Linked DNA regions of Bos taurus: region 1 is linked to region 2. The links are chromatin contacts, called in public Hi-C maps. All regions are on one chromosome and are shown on one strand. Each heading gives the region's core, a stretch centred on a gene start, on an enhancer-like site or on the middle of the called end of the contact. The rest is flanking DNA. Distances are from core to core; before and after follow the strand shown.

Region 1 (5,477 bases), core at 1,134-3,633, 270 kb after region 2:
AACCCAGATGTTTGCATCTTCTCATACAGAAAAAAAAGCACTAAGATCATTAACTGAGGACTTCCTTGGTGGTCCAGTGGTTAAGAATCTGCCTGCCAATGCCGGGGATCCAGGTTTGATTTCTGGTCTGGGAAGATCCCACATGCCACAGGGGCAGCTAAAACCATGCGCCACAACTACTGAAGCCCACACATTCTAGGGCCTGAGAGCCCGTTCACCTTAGAATCCCTGCTCTGCAACGAGAAGCCACTACATTGGGAAGCCCATGCACCATAACTAGAGAGCAGCCCCTGCTTGCCACAACTAGAGAAAGCCCACATGCAGCAATGAAGACCCAGTGCAGTTCAAATAAATACATAAATAAAATTTTAAATCTTTAATTCAGATATCTGATCCTGGTGGTGCAGTGCATAAGAATCTGCCTACTAATGTAGGGGACATGGGTTCGATCTCTGGTCCAGGAAGTTTCCAGGTACAGCAGAGCAACTAAGCCTGTGCACCACAACTACTGAGCCTGCACTCTAGAGCCTGTGCTCCACAGTGAGAGAAGCCACCACAATCAGAAGCCTGAGCACCACAGTGAAGAGCAACTCCTGCTCATCATAACTTAGAGAAGAAAAAAAAAGCTTGAGCAAAGTAACAAAGACCCAAAACAGCCAAAAATAAAAATTTTTTAAAGGAGTTCACAAGAACAATCAAACATTGCTATTGAACAAGTAAATATATTCAATTTGGAAAAAGCAATTTATCATTATCTACCAAAGATAATGATCCATCTTCCCTATACCCAAAGATTCCAGTTTAGGTATATAACAACAAAATATGTACACCATAAACATTACTTGTGATAGCCAAAAGCTGGAAACAACCCACACATGCACAAATAGTAGAATGGATAAATAAGTTGAGATATGTTCATGCAATGGAATGCTATACAGTGAAAAAAACAAACTATAGCTACACACAGTTACATGAATGAGTCTCGCAAACATAACACTGTGACACAAAAGAACACATACTACATGATTCCATCTCCACAAAGCTTTAAAATATAAAACTAATCTATGTTGGGACTTCCTTGATGGTGCAGTGGCTAAAATTCCACACTCCCAGTGCAGGGGGCCAAGGGTCAATCCTTGGTCGAGGAACTAGATCCCGATGCCACAACTAAGACCTGAAGCAACCAAATAAATAAAAATAAATCTTTTTTAAAGCTATAAAAATTTTTAAATTAATCTATGTTGATATTAATACAAATCATATTACTGGTTACTTTGGGGGAGGAGGTAGGGTTCAACAAATGAGAACGGTATTAATGGATTATCTACCATGCTCATAATGTTCTATTACTTGACCTGTGTGGCTGTAACAGAAATGCAAATTTTGTGAAAATTCATTGAACTGTCACCTGTGTGTTTTCTACTCAAATTAGAAAAATTAAAATACCACTTTGGGGCTGGTGCACTGAGATGACCCAGAGGGATGGTATGGGGAGGGAGGTGGGAGGGGGTTTTAGGATGGGGAACACGTGTATACCCGTGGCGGATTCATGTTGATGTATGGCAAAACCAATACAATATTTTAAAGTAAAAAAATAAATTAAATAAAGGCTGAATAATAAAAAAAAAATACCACCTTGATTAAAAAGAGAAGAAAAGAAACAGTCTGAAGAAAATCACTTCTGCATTTGTCATAAAATTCTTATCAAGAACACTGTGCATCTATACACTGTGTAAGATCCCACATGATAAATCCTGTCATGCATTTAGTACCAGGAAAGATTTTGTCTTTTCTAAGTAAATAGTATACTATTGATTCTTTTTAAATTATCTAATTTTTCCATATTATCTTAGTGGTTTAAGGCCAAATTTAATGTTCAGTCATAGTAATTCTATTAGTCCTCATAAATAGCATTTTCTTCTTCTTCTCTCTTCTCTTTCAACACGTTGATTTTCTTTCTCTTTTTATGTTTCCATTTGCATTTTAATAACTTTTTTTGTGTATGTGTCTTTTATTATAGATTACCTCAAACTCTTTTTGAAGATGCTACATTTGTCCAAGAATAAAATCTAATAGATTCGCCAACCTAAGTCTCTTCCCAAAAGCTGACTCAATCCCTCAGCCAAGTGGGAAAAAAATTAGCAAATACTCCAGTAGTTGATGCCATGTACTGGCATATATATACACATATATCTATGTATAATATAATAAAATGTATATATACACATATACATAAATCATACTTCATTTCATATCAGTATATGAGATTCCACAAAGAGAAAGGACAAATGTTACCTGAGAAATTTTTATTTGTGAATATACATCACATTTCACCTACCTTTGGAATTTTACTTCTTCTCTGTTCTCCACAGGATTAGAAATGTAATGAGAGAAGGAATCATGGGACTATTGAACCCTTGTTTACTGGTCACATGGGTTAAAAAAGAAAGAAAAAAAATTTCACCACTCCCACTGCAAAGAGCTTGCTCATAGTAGGAAATTGGGGTAGGGTTAGGTCAGGACAGAACTAGATCACAGAGCTTCAGCAACACAACTCTCAGGGCTTAATTACATAAAGCTGCTTTTGCTTATCCAAAAGTTCATGAACTTACTCCACAGCTCCCAGCATTAACTAAAAAAGAGCTGGTTTTCCACACTGTCAAGATTCCCAGTTTACAGAGCATATCCAAGGGGTCTTATGTGTAAGTATAAAATCACTGTCAACTTCTAAACAATATTTAAACTGCAAAAGAATAAAGATCAAAAAAGTGGAGAAAATCATCATTTCGGTTCAGTTCAGTCACTCAGTTGTGTCCTACTCTTTGCGACCCCATGGACTGCAGCATGCCAGGCTTCCCTATCCATCACCAACACCCAGAGCTTGCTCGAACTCATGTCCATTGAGTCGGTGATGCCATCCAACCATCTCATCCTCTGTTGTCCCCTTTTCTTCCTGCCTTCAATCTTTACCAACACTAGGGTCTTTTCCAATGAGTCTGTTCTTCGCATCAGGTAGCCAAAGTGTTGGAGTTTCAGCTTCAGCATCAGAGAAAGCCATGATGATGAATTTTCTTTCAGAAATCAAAGTTGAAGGGTCTTTTAAGAAAATTATAGACCACAATCAAGATCTTTCTCCAAACAGATTTTATTTCCAACCCAAAACACACACACACACTCACACCATTTGTTCAGGAAGAGTTTTCAGAGGACTTCATGAACCCCACTGAGCAAGGTCCCTTTCCTTTCCTGCACGCTGCCCATCCCAACCTTCTGCACCTCTTTCACAACACCACTCTCTTGTGGTCAGAGTTCAGGGTGCTTCACTCGCTTGTGCCCTGCCTATAGTTCTCAACAGTGCCAGCCTTGTTCAGCTGCAGAATCTGACCTGTTACAGTCAAAAAAAAAAAAAAAATTAAAAACAGAAAGCTCCCATTCTCTAAGTTGGAGCCTCTGCTGGAGTCAGGGAATGGGGAAGCAGAGCCTGCTCTTAGACTGCCCACCTGAGATCAGTTTCTGCGAACTGGGGCTCTGGGCCCTTAAGGCTGTTAGACACATTTCCAAAAGACCTGCCACTGCTTTATGATCTAATACATTCTAGCAAATCAGTCAAACCCAAGGAGGGAGTCGTGGAAATCTTCAATTTAAAGCACAGGTAACAACCTGGGCTTGCGATTGGCATCTGAGGTGGGGGGGAGTCTTGTGGGATGAACCTTGAATCTATGGAATCTGACACTACCTCTGGGTGCATGCATGTTCAGTCACTTCTTTGCAACGCTGTGGACTGTAGCCCACCAGGCTCCTCTGTCCATGGGATTCTCCAGGCAAGAATACTGGAGTGGTTGCCACACCCTCCTCCAGGGCATCTTCCCTACCAAGGGATCAAACCTGTCTCCTGAAGCTGGGTAAATAGTATCAGGGCTGAGTTGAATTGTAATACACACAGCTGGTATCCAAAGAACTGGTTTGGAGGTATGGGTAAACACATCCCTCCCTCACATTAGAATTGGTATAAAATCCTTCAGCACCCTTTCACAACTCTCTCCTTTCTTGGCTCCTATGAAATCACCATCTCCTAGCTCTCCTGCTTCTATTTCTATTTGTTCTCCTTGTCCTTCCTGGCTTCTCTTCATCCACCCAGTTTTTAAAGTCAATATCTTTAAGAGTTCTATCCAGGCCCTTCTTCTCTTCTCAATGCACACACCCTCCTTGTATGGGGACCTCAGTCATTATCAACTTCAACCTGATCTACAGTCTAAGGACTTTGTAAATCTCTGCCTTCAGTCAAGATCTCTCTTGACATCTAGCTCCTCATATCCAACTGCCTGCTGGGCATCTTTCACTGGAATTCATTCATCCATTCCATAAATATAGAGTTCCTACTATGTGCTAGGTCCAATGCTATTTATTGGAGCTAATGTTGTTGCTTTTGTTTAGTCACTAAGTCATGTCTGACTCTTTGCAACCCCTTGGGCTACAGCCTGCCAGGCTCCTCTGTCCATGGGAGTTCCCAGGCAAGAATACTGGAGTGGGTTGCCACTTCCTTCTCCAGGGATCCAACCCACATCTCCTGCACTGGCAGGTGGATTCTTTACCACTGAGCCAGCAGGTAAGCCACTGGAGCTAATAGAGGAGAATAAATTGGCATGATATTTGAAACCTTAGAATTTATCATTTTAGTAGGAAAATAGACATTAAATATACATTCCTACAAATAAATGTATAATTACACACTGTGACGAAGGCTATGGAAGAAAAGCATAGGGAGCTTAGGAAATACAGAAACAATATAATATAGTCACAATAGAAACTCAAATTTAACTTTTCAAAACTGAAATGATGATGATTCAGTGCAATATGATCCTCCTCATTTTCATGTTATTTCCTATCCCTACATGTATTCAACAAATACCCAACAAATTTAATGATTGCCCACTAGATGCTAAACAACTCCCTTCCAACCAGCTGCCCAATCCTGAAACCTGGGAGATCATCCTAGACCCATCCCTCATCCCCTACATCCAATCAACATTAATTCTTTGTAATATTTCTTGTCACTTATGTCCACCCAATCACATCCATCTCTACTGCCTTAGTTCAGGCCACAAGTATTTGTGCCTTGGATTCCAACAACAGTTTCTTGGGATGGTTCTGCCTCTGGTTGCTCTTTCCCCTTCTATCTGTCCTTTACAGGGCTCCAGAGGTTATTGGAACAGACTGGTTCCTAATCGGGAAAGGAGTACATCAAGGCTGTATTTTGTCACCCTGTTCATTTAATTTATATGCAGAGTACATCATGTGAAATCCTGGGCTGGAGAAGCACAAGCTGGAATCAAGCTTGCTGGGAGAAATATCAATAACCTCAGATATGCAGATGACACCACCCTTATGGCAGAAAGTGAAGAAGAACTAAAGAGCCTCTTGATGAAAGCAAAAGACAAGAGTGAAAAAATTGGCTTAAAACTCAACATTCAGAAAAC
Region 2 (5,784 bases), core at 1,397-3,896:
CGTTTAAAAGCTGTTAGAGTGCTCATCACCTAACAGAGAGACTCCCATTTTAGGAAAATTTGGTCATAGAATGCCAACATCAATAAAATTTCCATGCAAAGAGATACACTTGTAAAACATCACACAATCTCCAGCCCAGTGGCAATTCTTTTTAGGTATTAGTTTAGCTTCAAAGCTTCCCTCGTGGCTCAGAGGTTAAAGCGTCTGCCTTAGCTTCAAGAGACCCAAAATCTTAGCTAAAAACGTAACAGGATTCTTAAGCTCCAAAGAGTGAAGCACACCACCTTCTGGCATACCTGCCTATTTTATGTCTAAGAATGATGGCTCCAGAAGCAATAAATACCTACAAAAATGGCAAAATCTTACTAAAAACACAAAAAGTATCTAGAACAACACCCAGGCCTCCCATATTATAACCTCCTAGGGGCCCATCGTCAAAATGCTTCCCCAGGGATTGATATTTCAGTTGTAATCAATGGGAATGCTGGAAAAGAGATTGTTCTTTAAGGCCCTATGCAAATTCTTCACCGCATTGCGTCAACTCCCCTGAATTTACATCATCAAATTAGAAAGGACCTACCAGGAGGCTTTCATGATTCAGGATTTGCTTACAAGACCCTCTACTCCTGGTTAGGAGTGAGTATAGATGAGGCTATATGATCAGGAATCTCTCCTCAGCTCTGGAAGCTTTTGCTGAATGTACTGCTAGAGCAATTTAGATTTTCTTTTAGCTGAACAAACTGGTATCTATTATGGCCACCACCACCTATCATACCTAAATTAACACTTCTGGGGAGGTTGAATTCAGCTACCTAAGATTACTGAATAAGCCACTTCAAAAGGTGCTCCCTCTAAAGACCCCTCAAAGGGGTCTTTCTTTGACTGGTTTGATTTTGATTCCTTTGGGTCTTGGGGACCATGGCTCTGAAGTGCACTCCAGACACTGGGAATTGTCCAGCTTGTAATTATCATAGTAGTCCCTCTGGTGTCCTATATTCTCCAAAAAGCTTTAAGTGTGTGTCCTCAGCTGCTAACCACCAAGCCAATGATCCCTCTAAGACTGGAATGCCAAAAAGGGAATCAAAAGTATGATAGACTGAAAAACCTGTGAGCCTGAAGTCATGACCCGTGAATATCATAAAGATTCAGCCAAAAATCCTTCATGACCTGTGATCGTCATAGTAAAAAACTATGGGGAGAACTTCAGAGTGATAGCTGGCAATGGTGCTCATGCCTTAAAGTTTTGATCACATCTGTCAGTGAAACTCAGGCAAAGTTTTGGTTTGATGACGTATCTTAGGCAGGAATATCTGGGGAGATTTGGAGGGTAACTGCTGCACTAAAGGGTGGAAGCAGAGAAATGGAGCTCTAGAAAGAGTTGAGGAAGTAGCAAGGAAAAATAATTTCCCACTCTACCCTTCGAGGTTCTTGGCTGAGTAAATAATAAAAGACAGCATAACAGGAAAAAAGAAACAGAAGTTTAAAAATATGTATACTTCCATATACATGGGAGATACCCAGGAAAACTAAGACTTTCTTGACATTATCTACCCTTCTTTTCCCGGTTCAGAGACAAATGGACATTTCCCTTATAAATGTAAATGGCTCTTACAAAAGGGTAACCTCTGCTCATTTTTCAGAGCTTCTCCGCTGCCTGCTGCTTCTTAAAAATAATCCTTATGCCAAAGAAACATATGTTGGGGTGTCAAGTTCTGCTCCCCTCCAGGAAGGACAGGCTGCCCCAAACAGGCCTGCGCTGCCAAGGTGCAGCGGGATACTGTGAAATCCTTCATTTGGTGGTGCAGCTGGAAGGAGGGTCCACAATGAACTTTCAGAGGGTGGTCCACCGGGAGCCCAGCCCTCTAGTACTTGTTCTTCATTCAAACAGGCTTTGTTAAGCACCTTTCCTATGAACCAGAAGCCTGTGTGTTGGGGCGGGGGTGGGAGGGAGCAGCGGAGACACAGCCGTGTGCAGAACAACAGCTTCTGCCTTCAGGAAGCTCACTGCCTAGCTGCTGCTGGGGCTGCTAAGTTGCTTCAGTCGTGTCCGACTCTGTGCGATCCCATAGACGGCAGCCCACTAGGCTCCTCTGTCCCTGGGATTCTCCAGGCAAGAACACTGGAGTGGGGTGCCATTGCCTTCTCCGTACTGCCTAGCGGAGGAGACAAATAGTTAAAGTGGCAATCCTACAACTGTTTCTGAAACTACACCAGCAGACGTTTTGAGAGTAAACTTTTGGGACTGTGAGATGTAGAACAGGGGAGGCGATTTAAGCTTAGCCTTGGGATAGCGTTTTTCATTTCTCCAGGTACTAGGGCGAGGAGGGAGTGGTCCAGCACTTACAGGATCAGTGCTTCAAAAAAAGCCAGGCTTGGGTGGTGGTGGCCGTGAGGGCTGGAAACGTCCTGGCAAATGCCCGCGAGGGCCCGGTGGCGGCGGGCCCCAGGGGCTCGCGGGGGTCAGAAGTGGGGCCGGGGGTCCCCGGGTGGCGCAGTGGCTTCAGCCAGCCTGCTTCGCTCCCGGCCCCACCGTGTGGGGGCGCTGCCTCCTCCCTGGCGGCTGGGGGCGCTGCGGCCGAGCGGCGGGGGGCGCTGCCTCCTCCGGGACGGCGGGGGGCGCTGCGGGCCGGGCGGTGGGGGCGGCCCGGGCCGGCGCGGCGAGCGGCGCGGCGGATGGAGAGTCTGGCCGCGGCCGGCGGCGCCGCCTCCTCGTCGGGCCGGGCACGGCGGGCCGGGGCCTTTGTGTGAGGCGGCGGCGGCGATGGTGCTCGGGCCCCGCGGAGCCGGGTAAGCGCGGCCAGGCCGAGGGCTGCCCTGGCCGAGGCCCGACCCTCGTCCCGGCCTTTCTCTCGCTCTCGCTGGGCTCCCTCCCGCCCGCTACCCTCGGCCGGATCCATCCTCCCCCGCCGCGCGCCGACCCCCGCCGGCCCCGCCGCCGATCCCTTCGACCCCCGGCCGGCCCAGCGCCCCGCCGCCACCCCCTTGCCCCCGCCCGAGGTCGCCCTGAGGAATTCCCGGCTGTTTGGGGGAAGGGAGCGAGGTGCTTGATGCCCCCTAGATGGAGTGCCCCAGCCGGATCCAACGCCCTTCTTCCCGAATTCGACCCTCCAGAAGGGAGACCGTGGCGCCGCGCGGTTGTTGGGGTCCCTTCTCAGAAGTTCCGAATCCGTCCCCTCCCACTGCCGCTCGTGCTTCCCGGTGCCCCGACCTGCTGACCGTTGGTGTGTGGCCACCAGGGCCCCGGAGATCCTTCGCTGGTACCCAACAAAGCTCAGAGGCTTCCCGGGCCCCAGAAAAAGTTGGGAGTTAGTCCAGTGTGGTGAGGTGGAGGAAGGGGGCTGTGTTGCACAGGGCGAGTCATGAGGCTGAAGGAGAGGGCAACGAGTTTGGCTTTTTTCTGGCCTGCAGGACTCAAAAAGTGGGGGGAAAATGGTACTGAGCAAGACTTTAGGAGTTACCTGTGTAAATTGGATAGCTTCTTATCCCAAACCCTATCCCAAGGCATCAGGTAAATCTCTCAGTTCTGGTCAACATAAGCATAGCTCCTGAAAAGGGTGGGGAAAAAAAGACCCAAAGAGTATTTAGGTAATTCTAAATACCATAGTTGTGTTCGTCTTTACTTTACTTCTCTGACGTCACCCACAAGCTACAGAGAGTATGATAGAGCACTATCTGAATGGCCCTGGGCTAGGAGGCAGGTAGCTTAGATAGGGAAAGATGGGAACTCAAGAATAAGCAAGTGGTTTATTTTAGGGCCTGAAAGAACACAGCCGTGAGAGGAAAGGAAAGGATAAAGCATCTTTTCCCCAGTAGCTAATGGAGCTTGATAATTGTGTTCAAGTATGTGTATGGCATTTGGCCTAGTAAGGGAAGAGAATATACTCAGTGAGATTGGAAAGCTTGTATTCAGGAAGAAATTAGGAAATTAATATGAGAAAAGTTTGAACCATTTGCTCTGGTAATGAAATATAAGAAGGTATCAAGAGACTACTTTGGCTTTAAATCACTAGCTTCTGTCCAGTCAGGCTTGTCTTAGAGAACAGTTTATCAGATTTTTTTCAATATTTTTGGATTTTTTTGTGATCACTCTGTCTTGGGGGATGTGCAGGGAGATGTCTTGGGGGATGTGCAGGGAGAAAGGTCACTGTCCCATCACTTCTGCTGTCATTGTCCCCTCCAGCAGAATGGAGCAAGTTTATGTCCATTCACGCTTGCTCTCTACCTGGGGCTATTGTCCCGCAGAGCTCTTCACCTACAAGGATGTGTTTGGCCATCCACCTTATCCTTTTGCTATCCGCAGATTAACTGTGCTGATAAGGAGGCAACTTCACAGGAGCTGCTAAGATGGGCATGAGGATCAAACTGCAAAGCACCAACCACCCCAACAACCTGCTGAAAGAACTCAACAAGTGCCGGCTCTCGGAGACCATGTGCGATGTCACCATCGTGGTGGGGAGCCGTTCCTTCCCGGCCCACAAAGCTGTGCTGGCCTGTGCGGCTGGCTATTTCCAGAACCTCTTCCTCAACACTGGGCTTGATGCTGCCAGGACCTATGTGGTGGACTTTATCACTCCTGCCAACTTCGAGAAGATTCTAAGCTTTGTCTACACGTCAGAACTCTTCACGGACCTGATCAACGTCGGAGTCATCTACGAGGTAGCAGAGCGTCTGGGTATGGACGATCTCCTCCGGGCCTGTCACTCCACCTTTCCTGACCTGGAGAGCACTGCCGTGGCCAAGCCCCTGACCAGCACCAGTGAGAACCACTCTGGTACCCCGAGTTGTAGCTCAGTAGAACCCCCCCATCCCCTTGGAGAACTCCGGGGGAGCGGGGAGCACTTTGGTCCTGATAGAAACTATGCGTTACCTAGTGATGCTGGAGGAAACTATAAAGAGGAGGAGAGAAATGTTACCAGTGACACTAACCATAGCCTGCAGCCGCTGCCACCAAAGACAGAAGACCACGATGCCCCTGCTCCGTTCACATCTGTCCCCAGCGTGGTGACGCAGCCAGTCCTGGGCACTGTCAGCACGGGCATCCAAACCAGCACCAGCTCCTGCCAGCCATACAAAGTCCAGAGCAATGGAGACTTCAATAAGAACAGCTTCTTCACTCCTGACAGTGCAGTAGACATTACCACTGGGACCAACTCCTGTCTGAGCAACAGCGACCATTCCAAAGACCCAAGCTTTGGGCAGATGGATGAGCTCCAGTTGGAGGACCTGGGGGATGATGACTTGCAGTTTGAAGACCCCACTGAGGAGATTGGCACAGCTGAGGAGGTGATTGAATTGAGTGATGACAGTGAGGATGAGCTAACTTTTGGAGAGAGTGAAAACCGAGAGAATAAGGCCATGCCCTGCCAGGTATGCAAGAAGGTTCTAGAGCCCAACATTCAACTGATCCGACAACATGCTCGGGACCACGTGGACCTACTGACTGGCAACTGCAAGGTCTGTGAGACCCATTTCCAGGACCGGAACTCCCGGGTCACCCATGTTCTCTCCCACATCGGTATTTTCCTCTTCTCCTGCGACATGTGTGAAACTAAGTTCTTTACCCAGTGGCAACTGACCCTCCACCGACGGGATGGAATATTTGAGAACAACATCATCGTCCACCCCAACGACCCCTTGCCTGGGAAGCTGGGTCTCTTTGCAGGGGCGGTCTCTGCGGAGCTGAAATGTGCTGCCTGTGGGAAGGCATTGGCCAAAGATTTCCATGTGGTCCGGGGCCATATCCTTGACCATCTGAACCTGAAGGGCCAGGCCTGCAGCGTCTGT

Evidence for each region. Hi-C and Micro-C count contacts between places; a contact is called where the count stands out from the background.
Region 1: a contact with region 2 is called in a Hi-C map of blastocyst, with 3 times the contacts expected there. The contact joins the promoter of HSD17B6 here to the promoter of ZBTB39 in region 2. A contact is called at or near these places in 3 of 11 Hi-C or Micro-C datasets (blastocyst, liver and skeletal muscle).

The regions. Positions count from the first base shown.
Region 1 is chr5:56,693,721-56,699,197 of ARS-UCD2.0, forward strand. HSD17B6 (hydroxysteroid (17-beta) dehydrogenase 6) reads right to left here and starts at 2,384. Exons shown (of 5, transcript NM_001035395.2): 1 at 2,339-2,384.
Region 2 is chr5:56,427,788-56,433,571 of ARS-UCD2.0, forward strand. It overlaps ZBTB39 (zinc finger and BTB domain containing 39), which reads left to right and starts at 2,647. Exons shown (of 2, transcript XM_024992500.2): 1 at 2,647-2,787; 2 at 4,301-5,784. The coding sequence starts at 4,345.